Regions from separate parts of the Oryctolagus cuniculus genome. Here region 2 is linked to region 1. Evidence: chromatin contacts called from public Hi-C data. All regions are on one chromosome and are shown on one strand. The core of a region is the stretch at or near the end of the contact, and the rest is flanking DNA. Distances in the headings are between cores, read along the strand shown.

Region 1 (7,413 bases), core at 2,222-4,721:
TGCCTAATATGGCAGCATGTCCCAGAGCCACCAGAGCTAAGCGGACTTGGAGTTGTATAGAGAGAGTAGAGAAGCCCCTGGAAATATAAGGTCCAATTCAGTCTTTCCTGGGCCTTGAGATTCACAGGGGTCCCAGGGAATCCTGAGTATCCAGGAGAATAGTGTTAGCCAGGCAGGTATGTAAAAAAAATGATTGGCAGGCAAGATCACCAAAAGGTGTTGATAGCCACAAAGTTTGGATTAGGATAACTGCAAGCAAGAGAAAGCATTTACAATATCACTTTTGCCCCAGGATAGATTTTAAACACTTGACTAGCACAATGGAATGCATCTATGCGTTTCTAAGTGGGTTGTCTCCTACCCTCCTGTTTAGGTCATAGCTATTTCCAGACTTACATGTGACAAGACCTTCACACACTAAATTCAGTAGTGTCACCTTCTGACCCAGGTGGCCCCTGTGCCGTGGCTTAGCCGTGTCTGTTTTGCCTTGCTTGGTTTTACACAGCCTGCATCACGGGCCCCCTGAGCAAGGTCAGTAGGTTGAGTTCAACCACATTCATGCAGCAGCATGATAATGTCTTGCCAGCGCGTGACCTCACTGCCGTGAGCTGCAGAATGTGGTGCGGTGTCGCCGTCAGCCCTCCAGAGGGGCACGTGTTCCGTGTGACCCGCCGAGCACACCTGAAAGACAGGATGGTGACGTCATACCAAGCATGCGTCCTGAGTGCTACTTCATGTATTAAGGACAACATGTTTCCAGAGTGGGAAAAGAAAACGCAAATGGCTGGGTTTTTATTTTAATTGAGGAAGGGGCTGGATTCCAAATGAACTCTGTCAGGAGAAAAGACCCAAGCACTAACACTTGTTGCTAATTTGTTAGCAAAGAGTTGGCTAGGAAATCTCTGGTGGATTCTAGTCGTACAAGGACCAGAAAGGGACTGATGACCAGGGCAGAGGTCAGTGATCGACCCTGGGATATGAAGTCACATATCCTGCAGCACGCTGCTCACAGCGTGCAAGCTGAGATCCATGTATAGGAGGCAGTGAGACCCCTACAGTGGATGTGTTTGTGTGCAAGGGAAACTTGTGCTAGGAGAGTGACCAGTTGTTTGTTGCAAAGTTAAATTCTTATACCCTTGCACACATTCTCTCTCTCTCTCTCTCTCTCTCTCTCTCTCTCTCACACACACACACACACACACACACATATACACACCCTCTCCCTCCAATCATCTATCCCCTTAAAGGTGTTCATCATGCCAGGCACATTTGCCAACCTGTAACGACCAGACTTTCCCTCCAAGGCAGCTATTTACAAGGTTTATTAAGATGGGGCACCCAAAGGCACCCAACAGAGCCAAGAGGAAACTGCACCAGGGCTGAGAGCAGCTGTTACTGGCATCCCTTAAGAAGGTTATGATGCATACTGAGTTCTTCACGTGTAATATCTTATTTAATTCTCACATCAAGCTCCTGATGGAGGGAGTATTTATTTCTGTTTTGTATATGAGGAAACTGAGCTTCAGGGATGTGAGGTAACTTATGTTGGCCATACAGAACCCCTCAAAATCATTGTATCTGGAATGGCATATAGTGTTACCTCTAGACGTTACTCTGCATCATGTACAGTGTTTACTCCCAGACATCCGAACTGGGCACGTCTATAAGACATGTGACAGGCGACAGAGAAAGAAAGAAATCTTCTGTCTGCTGGTTCGCTCTCTAAATGGCCAGGAGCCTGGAACCCCATCCAGGTCTCCCACATGGGTGCAGGAGCCCAATCACTTGGGCCATCCTCTGCTGCTTTCGCAGGCACATTAGCAGGGAGCTGGATTGGAAGTGGAGCAGTTGGGACTCCAACTGGCACTCACATGAGATGCCAGCCTCAGAGGCAGCAGCCTAACTCACTGTGCCACGGTGCCAGCTCCCGTAACGTGTCCTCAGCCTACCACACAGATGCACTCCTGGGAACTCCCACACCAGTCGTCTTCTTACCCAATGTTTTGACTTTGTGATAGCCTGTAGCCATATTCTAATATCTTTAGGCAGAGCCGTAATACAAAGAGTGTATATATTTCAAAGTAGCTTCGCAGATCAAACTCTACCCGGTCTGAAATGCAGCTCCTGTTCCTGGGGGTTAACTGGTTGTCTTTGGCCAGTGTTTAGTTCACATTCTAAAAATGGCTCTTACGCCTTGATCTGACTCACTGTATGTATTACAGCAAAGTCACTTACAGATCAATTTATTTTTAGAATCTTAAAGAAACAGATTCCACAGGGAGTGTTTGTTCCTGACCGCAGACTAATGTGAGTGAAAACATATCTTAGAGCAAAACTTTCTTTCCATCCGATTCCTCTGCCTCTGGCACTCTGTTGAACAGCGAATGACTGAACAGCAGGATGGCAGAGTTGTATGCCAGTGTCCTGTATAGTGGAGGAGTCACGTGGCATGCAAGAAAGAGCACCTTGTTATTTTGAATTAAAGAAGTCGGCAGCAATGCGTGAACAGTGTTAATATCTAGAACGGGAAGAAAGATTATGTACCTGTTATCTGCCTTGCAGCTTTGCAATAGAAATTTTGTGCAAGAATGGGGTAAGAATGATCACGAGGTTGAGGAAGAGGATGGTGAAGACGGCCGCTAGGAACGTTATGGCTGTTAGTGAAGATGCTGTGTTTGTCCAGTAAACAAATACAGTAGGCTGCCCTCTGCAGGTGCTCAATCTAGATTGGATAGTGTTAAACCCATGCAAATAGATGCAGCATTCTCTCTCACACCAATGCACAGCTACAAATGAAATGCTGAGGTCAGTTAAGTAAGTAAAGCCTTTATGCTTTGCAGGTCTAATTCCTGTGGATTATAAAGCTGAAGAAGAATCAGGCACTTAGTAACTTGTTCTAGTTTTCTTGCCCAAGTTTCTGAGTGTGTAGTGTGGAGGCCAATGAATTACAGGGAATTTGTGAACCAGTTTTCTGTTTATAGTTGAAAGCATTAGCTGTTCTTTGGCTTGGCTAAGACCTCTTGGGTTTTGATAACAAATATTTAATGAATGATTAATAAGTAATAATGGGTTTGGAACCCTCTGACTTGTTGAATTTCATACCACACTTGGCCAGCATTCTTACAGCTCACAGGCTTACTCCTCCTTTAAACCCAACTCCTCCTTTAACCGTCTGCTTCTACCTTGCTCCGACACTCTTACTCCGGTACTGCCCTCCTGTCAATACTCTTGTTATTTCAGTGTCTAAAGTTGAGCAGTTTTCTCCATTTTCTCTTTGTTCTTCCTTGCAAGGGCTATGAGTTAACCAAGGAGAATCACTGGGCGGAGTCTGGAGAACTGATTTCTTGTATCTACTTCCTACCTCCAAGTGTCTGTTAAATAAGCTGGTCCTGGTTGCTGATCTCTTATTAATTATCTCTTCCCTGCACTAGGCAGGGCTGCCCCCAGAAGGGCAGAGAGCCCCTGTTGCTCACTTTGTGGGATTCTGTAACGTGGGTCTGTTAGTGCCTAGAGCACCACCTCTGGAGCCGGTGCTCATGAACTTGAGCTCATGCCCAGCCCCCTCCACTGGCCTGTGGGGAGACTCCGGGCCACTTTTGTTATGTCTCTGAGCCTCGGTTTTCCATCAGCAAGGGCAGTACAGCAGTAGCCACCTCATAGGATTCTTGAGAAGATCTAAAGATTCAATGTGGGTGAAAATTTGATAAGCACCATCGTGTTTACTTCCCACGAGCACGTGACAAGGTAGAGCCTGGTATTACCCCTGCTTCACAGATGAGGACATGAGGCTTGGGAGATTCATCAGCAGACTCCGCGTTAACAGGACTGGTACGTGTGGAGTTGAATTGGAGCCAGGTTTAGGTGAGGCTTTGACCCCTGTGCCGCTCTGCCAGAGACTTTGATCTGCTTCCCCTCATGGGATGAGGAGAAGGATGATTCACTCTGCTCTGTAAGATATCTACCCCCATCATTCGGATTTCTTCCCATACTTTGGTTACCTTCAACTATAGCAAGTACAGAGGACCCAAGAGTCAGTCCCTCCTATCTACAGTCTGTGGGCTTGGTTGACAAGAAAGGAACCACACAAAAAAAATCCACCCCCTGACTCTCAGAGTTGACTTATATAGTCAAAAAGAAGGGGATCCTTGTTAGGGACTGTAGTTAAAATCCCAAAGCTCACTCAGCCAAAACCTCATCCAGATGGGAGTGTGTGGTCACTGGTCATGCATTTCTGTTTGCTGAATTCCACACAGCCAAGGCAATTGCCTTGCCTCACTGAAGATCCACAGGGGAAAAAAGTTATGTGCGCGCGGACGAAAAGAAACACGAGCGGAGTTCTCCCTCAGCGCCAGGAATGCTTGATACGGCGGTGTTTATTCCGTGGCCTGCTGCCATGAGCCATGTGCCACCAGTCTCAAAGCACGGAAAAGCAGCACGGGTCTCCCTGATTGGCCTTGTGTCATTTAGATGACATCAGATCAAAAAAGGAGAATTTGTTTCCATAAAAACAAGTTTGCAAAAAATATAAGAGTACACGAATTGCAGCGAAATAGCTGTTGTGAGTCTTGTTGGCTGTTGCCGGACTAACCGAGTGCGTGGGTTGTCATCAAGGACTGCGTGCTGCTTTCCTTCACCTCATTTCTGCATCCTCCAGGAAAAACTGGTGGGAAAAAAATGCATCCTAACAGGTTTGTGTGGGTCTGCGTTACAGCATACTCATTTTATGAATTCGTTCTTTGAGGGTGCATCATTTTGTAGTCAGTATATTTCCAAGGGGATATCTAAAAGCTTGGGGAAAATGGAATCAAAAGATGTTTATTTGGGCATATACATTTTTTTTTTGAAATTCACATACAGTCTTTCATAATACACATTTCCCATGAACTTTTGAAGAGCCCTCTTATTATCTGTTTAAGATAATATAACTCATTTCCTATAGATTCTTATTATAGATCACTAGAAGAAGGCCCTTCTTTCTGCCTTAAAAGATGAATTTGTGGGGGCCAGCGCCGTGGCTCACTTGGTTAATCCTCCTCCTGCGGCATCCCATGTGGGCACCAGGTTCTAGTCCCGGTTGCTCCTCTTCCAGTCCAGCTCTCTGCTGTGGCCCAGGAAGGCAGTGGAAGATGGCCCAAGTGCTTGGGCTCTGCATCCACATGGGAGACCAAGAAGAGGCACCTGGCTCCTGGCTTCGGATCGGTTCAGCTCCAGCCGTTGCGGCCATTTGGGGAGTGAACCAATGGAAGGAAGACCTTTCTTTCTGTCTCTCTCTCACTGTCTGTAACTCTGTCAAATAAATAAATAAAATCTTAAAAAAAAAAAAAAAAAGATGACTTTGTGTTAAATGCTCCACCGGCTTTACCATTCTTGCAGTTTGAGTTGTATGATTTTTTGGCATTCATTTATTTATTTTTATGTATTTGAAAGGCAGAAAGGGACATGTCTTCCATCTGCCGCGTCTCTCCTCAGACGCCTTCAGCAGCCAGGGCTGGGCCTTTCCAAAGCCAGACGCCAGGAACTCCTCCAGGTCTCCCATGTGGGTGACCAGGATTTGCCTGCTGCCTCCCTGGAAGCTGGATTGGAAGCAGAGGCAGGACCCCACGCCAGACACTCCAGTGTGGGATGCAGGCATCCACGGTGGTGGCTTAGCCCACTACACCACAGCAGCCACCTCAGCTGTATTGTTTATACGAGATATTTGGATTGGTTGAAGTATGCTAGAGTTCAGATTTCAAATAAGAATTTCTTACTCTTTGCTTGCTGTATGCCTAGCCTGGTTCCGGGCTTTCTGTGTGCAAAAGCCATTAGTCTTTACAATGATCCCATGAGGCTCTTCAGTATTTCATCCTCGTTCTGCAGATAGGGAAACTGTGGCATGAGAAGTTAAGCAACCTGTCTTTGGCCAGGTTCTACTGAGGACTATCTGTGGGATCCAAACCCAGGAAGTGAGTCACCGGCATCTGCCCCCTGAACCCTACTGTCTCTTAAAACTCAAGCCGTGAAATGATGGAATAGAGTTCACTTTCATGATTGTAAAGTATATTGGCTCAGATTTTTAGGTGACTGCAGAGAGAAGATTATTTCAAAAAGTTCATGGAAGATGGAATTAAAAGATGTTTGTGCTGCTGCCCAAAGTTCATGGAAACAATGTATTATGAAAAAAACTTTGTGTGGATTTCAAAATCTTTTTTGGCACCCAGTTAAACTTATCTTTGGATTCCATTTTTCCATGAACCTCTTGAAGTCCCCTTCGTGCATTGTCAGCATTAGCCACAGAGAAAAGGTAGAGCCTCACCAAGAGAGTGTCCACACAATAGGCAAGAATTAGCTCTTTGTCGTGCTCTACGGAAAGGCCTGGCGAGCCGTATAAAATATGGCCTGCTCCCCCTGGCGTTCAGAAAAGGGAGCCCGTTGGGGGCCGTCCATCAGATCTGGGGAAAGCTGCCCGAGGAAGGCCTCATTTCCTGCGCTCCTGAGCCTGAGAAGTGAACGGCAGCAGAATGTGATACAGGGGTTCCTCTCGTCGTCTGTTTTTGCTCTCAAGACTTGCAATAAGCTAGGAATAATTCGGCCTCCAGTCGCAACCCTTGACAGTCAATGTTATTAAAATTTCTAATTTCCTAAAATTTCTCATGTCCCCCACCCCTCTCCATTCTGCCACACCCCTGGCCTGCAGCCAGGGCATCTGGTTTTTCATAATTAACATGAGGGTTCATATCATCTTTCTTCCCCTGTCTTCTACCCTGCCTGCTGGGCAGTTGTTCTGAAATATCCATCACAGTCACCTTGTTATTGTTGGCTTGGAGTTTCTGATAGCCAGCGTTTGATGGAGAAAAATGCAAGATCACCTTGAATTTCCAAGGCAACTTGAACTTCATTAGAAAAAAATGGCACTTGGACCATTCATTTAAATAGAGGCCCAGCCTTGGCTACCTGTTACTCTCACTTAGGGAGCTTTTAAAAATTCAGGGCTTGGGCCCCTCCCTGGAAGGTTTGAATCATTTCTTCTGGGGTGGAGCCCAGGCGCCAGTATTTTCTTATGTGAGGTCATGATTGAGAAACAGTCGGCTAAATTAGGCTTTTGGCTGAAATTTGAATACCAAGACCCTGCAAGGCCTTGACTCAGAAATATGTAAAATTCATTGAAATGGACAATCCTGGTTCCCATGACCTGTCTCTTTGACGGGATTTTTGCTCTACAGTTGCAGTTACCCACACACTAAAGGGAAAAAATGAGGGTCATCATGCTTTTCAAGTGTCTTCCTAAGCCACCTGTGGCCAAAAGCTTCCATGGCTCGTCTTCCACCCGAGACAAACCAGGGCAGTCTCTAGAAATCGTGTCTATGACAGCGTGTGGTGCGTACAGAGCATCTAAGAAGCTAAAACTTGCACGAGGCTTTGCTCAAAGAGTAG
Region 2 (7,413 bases), core at 2,225-4,724, 240 kb after region 1:
TCTCTGTCTCTATCACATACAGGCAAATACACACACACACACACACACAGAGTGCATTACATTTGTTAAGAATTTACCAAAGCATAGCAACACTAACAAACATAAAGATATTCATTGCCCTTAACCCACCCTAAGGATGGGCTGAAATTACGTATTAGAACACTCTAGATTTAGACCTCTGCCTGCGGGACCCAGGGCGTTCCTGTATGAAGTCAGAAGTCTGCCGTCTATGAGACACAGAACCCGACTTGTTACTTAGGACTCGGCCAGTGGTGTAAACACACCCATTTGCAGGCTAGCTCGAGACCTACAGTTAAGAAATGAAGCCCTTCTTGAATCGCAAAATCATAAAAAGGCAACAAAACCCTCTTTAAAGCGTACTTCTTATTTTGACTTTTGTTGTTAACTAATGAAGTCCAAATTGATAGTTAAACATTGTATGAGGATGAATAAAATATTCTCAGAATCAGAGTTCTTAGATTTTACTTTTGTTTAGCAGTATTAGTGTTTCTCTTTATTGTTTCCCAGTAAAGTCGTATCTTAAGGCTAAACACCCCTTCTTCGTATTTGAGTTTATTTCTCCTTTAAATTTTTCTTAATATTTCTTTTCATTTTATTTGAAAAGCAGAGACAGAGATCTTTAACCTCTGGTTCACTCCTCAAATGCAGGCAACAGCTGGGACTGTGTGGGGAGCAACCGGACTAGACTGAGTTACTGGAATTAAGACTTATTCTATGCATCTGCTCTCCCACAATATGGCGCTGGGAGAGAAGAAAACAGCTTCCGCACAGCTGCCTCCAGTTCAACTAATAAACTGTAGGACTTGCTCCTGATTGGAGGAGAGCAGCGTACTCGGCGTGTGGGCAGCCGAGTTAGGATTGGCGGAGGAGGACTATAAAGGAGGAGAGAGACGGCATGCACGAGGAACATCTATGGGGAACATCTAAGGGGAACACCTGTGCAGCCCCCCGAGAAAGCCGGCCAGCGGTGTGCCGCTCCCCTGCGGAAGTGGGGAATGTGGCCAGGGGGAACTGCCCTTCCACGGAGGTGGAAGGGATAGTAGCCAACCCGGGAAGAACCAGCAGCAAACCCGGGGAGGGCCGAGCAGACGAAAGAACAGCGCAGGGTCCTGTGTTGCTCCTCCATGAAGACGGGGAGCGACAGGACTGGATCAGACCAAATTCAGGAGCATAGAACTAACTCCATGGGGTCTCCCACGTGAGTGTGGCAGGGACCAAGTTCTGGAGCCATCACCAGCTGCCCCCAGGGTGCACATTAGCAGGAAGCTGGACCGAAAGCAGAGGAGCTGGGACTAAAACCAGGCACTCAGAAGCAGAACGTCTTAACACCCGCACCAAACCCCCTCATCTCTCCTTTGTGGGGCAAGAAGACAAGGAAACAGCATGGTGGAAAGAAGGGCCTTGCTTCATGGGTGCCATGTGCGACGCATCTGTGGTGGTGCCTTCACTGCGTACCAGGCCACAGTTTTCTAGACTTCACCTTTCCACACCTCATAACTCACCCTGCAAGCCCTCATACACACATTTATCGAGGTGGGGAACATTTTCCCCCCTTGATTATTTAAAAGTCTTCATTGCAGCTACTTCCTCTGAGACAGACCACCTCTTTCATTAGGAATATTTATGGGAAATAATATATTTGTGCAGTTGAAAGCATCACCTGTTTGCCCAAGTCAGTTCTTGTCTGAATGCAAATATGCTGTTGGAGGCTTTCCTCGACAACAACTGCTAATGGAAAGTAGCAATCACAACTTCTCTGCAGCAGTAAACGTTTTATATTTATAACCACTGGATTCCAATTAAATGTATTCAATATAGCAAGCTTTGATTAAAGAAATGTAAAAGGAGAGATTATGTATACAATCCTGTGGAAAACAAGGCAGGCTAGGTATGCAGCCACTTGTATATTCTTAATAGAAGCCTTTACCTGAAGGTAAAACCCAATAAAGTGTACTTATAATGTGCTATGGACTCGATGTTGATTTACCTGCGCTCCATAGTCAGCAGAAATCAACTTTACCAGGTACACACCGTGGTTATATATTCAATGCATATAAAAGACGCGTATAAAAGACCCTTTTTTCTTTTTATAAAGAATTACTGAATTTCACGAGGGCACTTTTTTTTTCTCTGAACCGTTCTTTGTTAACCACGGGATAAACTGATTGCAAATAAAGGAAGTTATGGGGCTGTGGCCATGTTTATAAAGAACAGGAAAATCCTTAACGTGGGTCTACAATTTCAACAAGGAAAAAAAAATCACAAATACAAGGGTTGACCTTTTTGTAACAGACAATAGCAAGATCTTTCAAAAAATCTTGCCAATCAGGAAAGATACTGCGTATTTAATCAAAGTCTATGAGGAGAGATCTGGGAAGGGAAGGTTGAAATCATTGTTTCTTGAAAGAAAAAAAAAAAAAGGGCAACAATAACCACCTGGTGCTTCCTGGTCTGATAGTCAAAGGCAACATCTTCCTACATTTCCCATTCACAGGCCACAAACCCCTGACAGCTGGGACCCCACCTCCCACTGCCACATTTAAAGTTCAGGGTTAGCTGCACGTGGGATTCTCTGTGCTCGGTGCCATGCCTTAATGAATCCAGGCCGAGGATCATGAGGAAATCCAAGAAGCTTCGTGACACCTGAGACACTCGTGGGCTGTCAGAGTCCTCGAAACCACGCACAGACTGATGCCACCAAGGGGATCTCCATCCAGCGCACCGCACCTGTTCCCTCCACGGTCCGGCCGAGTGTCACAAAGTCGCGATTGTGCAAACTGTGATGCTGCGCGCAGAGGCGCCCCATCGTGTCCAGCCCCCCATCCACTCTGGTTGTTCTGGGTCAGAGAAGGGAGCCAGGCCAGCGACCCTGTGAACTAACGCCTTGGTGACAGTCCTGCTGCGACTTCCCTTCCACCCCAGGCGCCTGTCGCTCTGAAGAACACCACGTTTGACCCTGCGCGTGCACACTGCGCGTGCAGTGGCCACATTAGCCAAGCAGCTGTTTTGACCCTGCATACTTAAGCAACAGAACGGCCACTACAGCCACGACCTGCTTCTTTAAGGGCTCACAATGCGAGGAAGATACAGATGCTGCCAAAAGTGCCACAGCCAGGACACGGACGCCGAGCCCTGCGCTCCCGGGGCTGCGTGACTCGCGAAGCCCCAACGCTGAGTCGCCCGCAGATGTCACGGCTGAGAGGAAGGGGTCGAGCGGGCAGGAAGCAGCCACCTCCTCGCCCAACCGACCCGATACTTGCTCCTGGGGTCCGTCTCCCCGTGACAACATACGCACAAGGGTGTCCCAGGAAGGGAGGCAGTGGATCCGGCCCCATAGCACCTGCTGCTCTGCTCCCGGAGCCCCGCAGCATTGCGCTCGGCTCGGGCGCCCTCTGGCGCCGCGCGGGGGAGATCCACGTGGCGCCGGGAGCCGGGAAGGCAAACAGTGCACAGCCTGGCGCTGTGCTGTGGCTTTGGCTATTGCAGGAAAACACAGCCTGGGCGGCTCTGCCGGGACAGGAGCTTCTCACTGCCCAACCTCAGGCCCTGGTGTTCCCCGCACAATGTGTTAAGACACCAGTCACCTTCCCAGCCAAGCTTGCAAGACCTCAAGTGCAGAAGGAAAACCATGTGCTGGCTCGGGCTGCCTCCCTCCACACACCACACCTGTTCTTATCTTTACTAGTGCGCAGGGTTTGCAGCATATGATTCTCAACCCCACGGAATGGTTTCCTTTTTTTTTTTAAGATTTATTTATTTGAAAGGCAAAGTTACACACAGAGAGATATCTTCCATCTGCAGGTTCATTCCCCAAATGGCTACAACAACCAGGAATGGGCACGGAGCCTGGAACTTCTGGTCTCCACGTGGGGTGGCAGGAGCCCAAGACCTTGGGCCATCTTCTGTTGCTTTCCTAGGCGCATTAGCCTGGAGCTCAATGGGAAGTGGAAGAGCAGGGACTTGAACCAGCACTCATATGGGATACCGAGGTTACAGAAACTGCTGTACTACAATGGGGATGGCTTTTTTGGCGCATCAACTTGACTAAGCTCAAGTCTCCAGTTATTCCATGAGATGCTAACCTTGCTGCCCGGGGAATGGGTTTGCAGGTGTCATTAACTTCACTAATCAGTTGAACAGAAGGGAAATTACATCGAATAATGTGGGAGGGTCTGATGTGATCAGCTGGAGGCTCTGAAAACAGGTGAGAGAGAGAGAGAGAAAGAGAGAGATTCTTCCTGTGGACCATAGTGGCAGTCATGCCCACTCTGCTGGTGACCTCCTCTTTCTGACTGCCTGCCCTCTGATTTTTGGACTTGCTCAGCCAGCTCTCACAACAGTATAAACCAATTCCTTGTAATAAACCTCTGGATATATGATGAATAGATAGATAGATATGGATAAATAAATAAATAGATAAATGGATGGATGGATAGATAGATGAGTGAGTGAGTGAGTGAGTGAGTGAGTGAATGAGTGAGTCTCTGGTTGAACTCTAGCTAATGCAACCCACGTAGCCTACATCGGAAAAAAAATATTAAGGAAATTCCAAGTGCCAGATCTCTGCCTGCATCCTTGCCAGCTGTCAGTCAATCAGTATTTTCTGAATGTCTGCTGGGGGGAGGCACAAGACCATAAACTATAGAGAGGCAACTAGACAGAGCAGCCTGGGTTTCCTCGCTTATTTGGGCTCCAGATCTGCTAAGTTAGGTACTAACAGTGAGGTACTGACTGAGAGAGGCAGTGGCTGCAATGTGTTGTGTTGCTTGTCACACATGCACATCACACGCACACACAGCTCTGGATGGCGACTTTGAAGTTGTCAAACCTAAACCAGAAGCCAGCTTTAATTAATGGTTTATTGTGGGTGCTGGTGGCGTGCTTGGAGCTATACAAAAACATAGTAGGAGCAGGACGCCAGGGAGGAAGAACAGACAGCACAGTTTGCCTGGAGGGCCCTCCGTCTATCACCACTAAAGGTAAAATGCCTGTTTATCTCATTGCCAAGGCTGCTGAGTCATCCACCCCCACAGCGTTGCTATGCATGGCAAAGAGGTGGCACTTACTGATCAGGGATCAGAGTTGGAGGACATTAGCACAAGTGGACAGGCTGGGAAAGGAACCCTTCTCTCCAGACCTATCACCAGGACCACTGGCCCTAGGCCAAACCGGATGTCCAACAAAAGACCCATCCTTTCCCTAACCTCTCTTCCTCCTGCCCCTGGGCTCAACGCCTGCTCCAGGATGGCAGTAACCCAGCCCATTTTCACCTAACAAATGTTTAACAGGTCCCTCCCATGCTACAGACTTAACCTTTATGATCAGGTGTCCTCAAATAGCTGTTGTAGTCCCTGTTGGCCTGCAAGCCGTGGGTAGATTCAGTGATAACTCCATCAGTAGTCTGTTGACTTCCCCATGGACTTCTTCCTTTAGGGTTATTTCCTCCTGCAGATTCACCCCCTTTGGGCTTAGTCACAGCTCCCATCTGACCTCACTCCCCATTAGTCCTTTTCTTATCAGCCCACTTTGGACAGGTTTGTTTTTGTTCCTTACCCTGATCCTCCCTGCTCTCAAGTGGCTGTGTTCAGGGCAGATGTTTGGCACAGTGGTTCAGCTGCTGCCTGGGGGCCCAGCATTGTGGCACAGCAGATTAAGCCACGACCTGTAGTACCTGCATCCCAGTTGAGCACCAGTCAAGTCCTGGCTGATCCATTCCCAATCTAGTTCCCTGCTAACGTGCCTGGGAAAGCAGTAAAAGATGGCCCAAGTGCTTTGGCCCCTGCACCCGCGTGGGAGACCTGAATGGAGTTCCAGGTCTCTGGCTGAGAACTGGCACAGCCCCAGCCATTGCAGCCATTTGGGGAATGAAGTGGGATAGAAGATTCTCTCTCTCTCTCTCTCTCTCTCTCTGTCCTTCTCTATGTAACTCTGCCTTTTGACAAATAAATAAAATTCTAAAAACAAAGAAGATGCTACTTGGGGTGCTGGCATCTCATACCACAGTGCCTGGGTTCAAGTCCCACCTCTGGGCCGGCGCCGCAGCTCACTAGGCTAATCCTCCGCCTTGCGGCGCCGGCACACCGGGTTCTAGTCCCGGTCGGGGCACCGGATTCTGTCCCGGTTGCCCCTCTTCCAGGCCAGCTCTCTGCCGTGGCCCGGGAGTGCAGTGGAGGATGGCCCAAGTGCTTGGGCCCTGCACCCCATGCGAGACCAGGAGAAGTACCTGGCTCCTGCCATTGGATCAGCGCGGTGCGCCGGCCGTGGCGGCCATTGAAGGGTGAACCAATGGCAAAGGAAGACCTTTCTCTCTGTCTCTCTCTCTCTCACTGTCCACTCTGCCTGTCAAAAAAATAAAAATAAATTTAAAAAAATCAAGTCCCACCTCTGTTTCCAATTCAGCTTCCCACTAATGTACACCCTAAAAAGCAGCAGACTCGTTACGTGGGTCCCTGCCACCCATGTGAGTGATCCAGATGGAATTCTGTGCTCCTGGTTTCAGCCTGGCCCAGAGTGGGCTGTTGTGGGTATTTGGGGAGTAAACCATCAGATGGAAGATTTTTTTCCTCTCTCTCTTCCTTTCAAATAAAATGAAAAATAATCATTTTTATTAAAGATTTATTTATTTTCAAAGTCAAAGGCAGAGAGAGAGAGAGAATTTCCATCTGTTGCTTCACTCTCCAGATGGCCGCAATGGCCAGTGCTGGGCCAAGCTGAAGCCAGGAGCCAGGAGCTTCATCCAGGTCTCCCACATAGGTGGCAGGGGCCCAAACACTTGCACCATCTTCTGCTGCTTTTCCCAGGCCGTTAGCAGGGATCTGGAACAGAACATGAACAGCTGGGACATGAACCAGTGCCCATATGGGATGCTGGAGGCAGCTTTACTGCTATGCCACAATACCAGCCCCTGAAAACACATTTTTTTAAGAGAAGCATTTCATTCCTTCAAAAAGCAGTGGGCATGTCCAGGATGTGTTGGCCTTCTTCCTTTCCATCTACTGCATCTCGCTGAGGGCTGACCGGGCCTCTGATGACCACTGTGCTTGTATCTCTGGCTCAAACCTCTCTCCTGAATCCACACGTTCTCTTGCTATGGATCCATGGTTGTCTCACAGCCACCACATACTGCACATTTCACCAAAAGAACTCGTCACCTCTTTCTCTTGCTTCTAACCTGTTGTCCATCCAGAGAACCCTCCCTGAATCAATGGCCCTGTGTTCTCTGGGGCTGCGTGGTGCTGGAGGCCCTCCCACTTCCTCTTTCTTCACCCCCACACCCAGTCATCATCCAAGGTTGATGGGGTCACTGTCGAGTGTCTCTAGTCTCTACTAGGCCTCACATGCCTCCTCTCAGGGACAAAGGGTCCTCTCATGATAGCCCTGCCTTTACATCTC

Evidence for each region. A called contact is a pair of places that touch in the nucleus more often than the background predicts.
Region 2: a Hi-C map of an unstated tissue shows a contact between it and region 1, with 5 times the contacts expected there. The contact joins two enhancer-like sites. A contact is called at or near these places in 3 of 6 Hi-C or Micro-C datasets (ear pinna, psoas muscle and an unstated tissue).

The regions. Positions count from the first base shown.
Region 1 is chr16:20,191,065-20,198,477 of mOryCun1.1, forward strand. All of the region lies in intron 5 of CREB5 (cAMP responsive element binding protein 5), which reads left to right. Among named protein-coding and RNA genes, the nearest start is that of CREB5, 220 kb to the left of the region's middle. Within about 2 kb of position 3,472, at least 1 of the 8 cell types and tissues checked has an H3K27ac peak or open chromatin away from gene starts, as enhancers often do.
Region 2 is chr16:20,434,672-20,442,084 of mOryCun1.1, forward strand. No RefSeq gene overlaps it. Among named protein-coding and RNA genes, the nearest start is that of TRIL, 95 kb to the right of the region's middle. Within about 2 kb of position 3,475, at least 1 of the 8 cell types and tissues checked has an H3K27ac peak or open chromatin away from gene starts, as enhancers often do.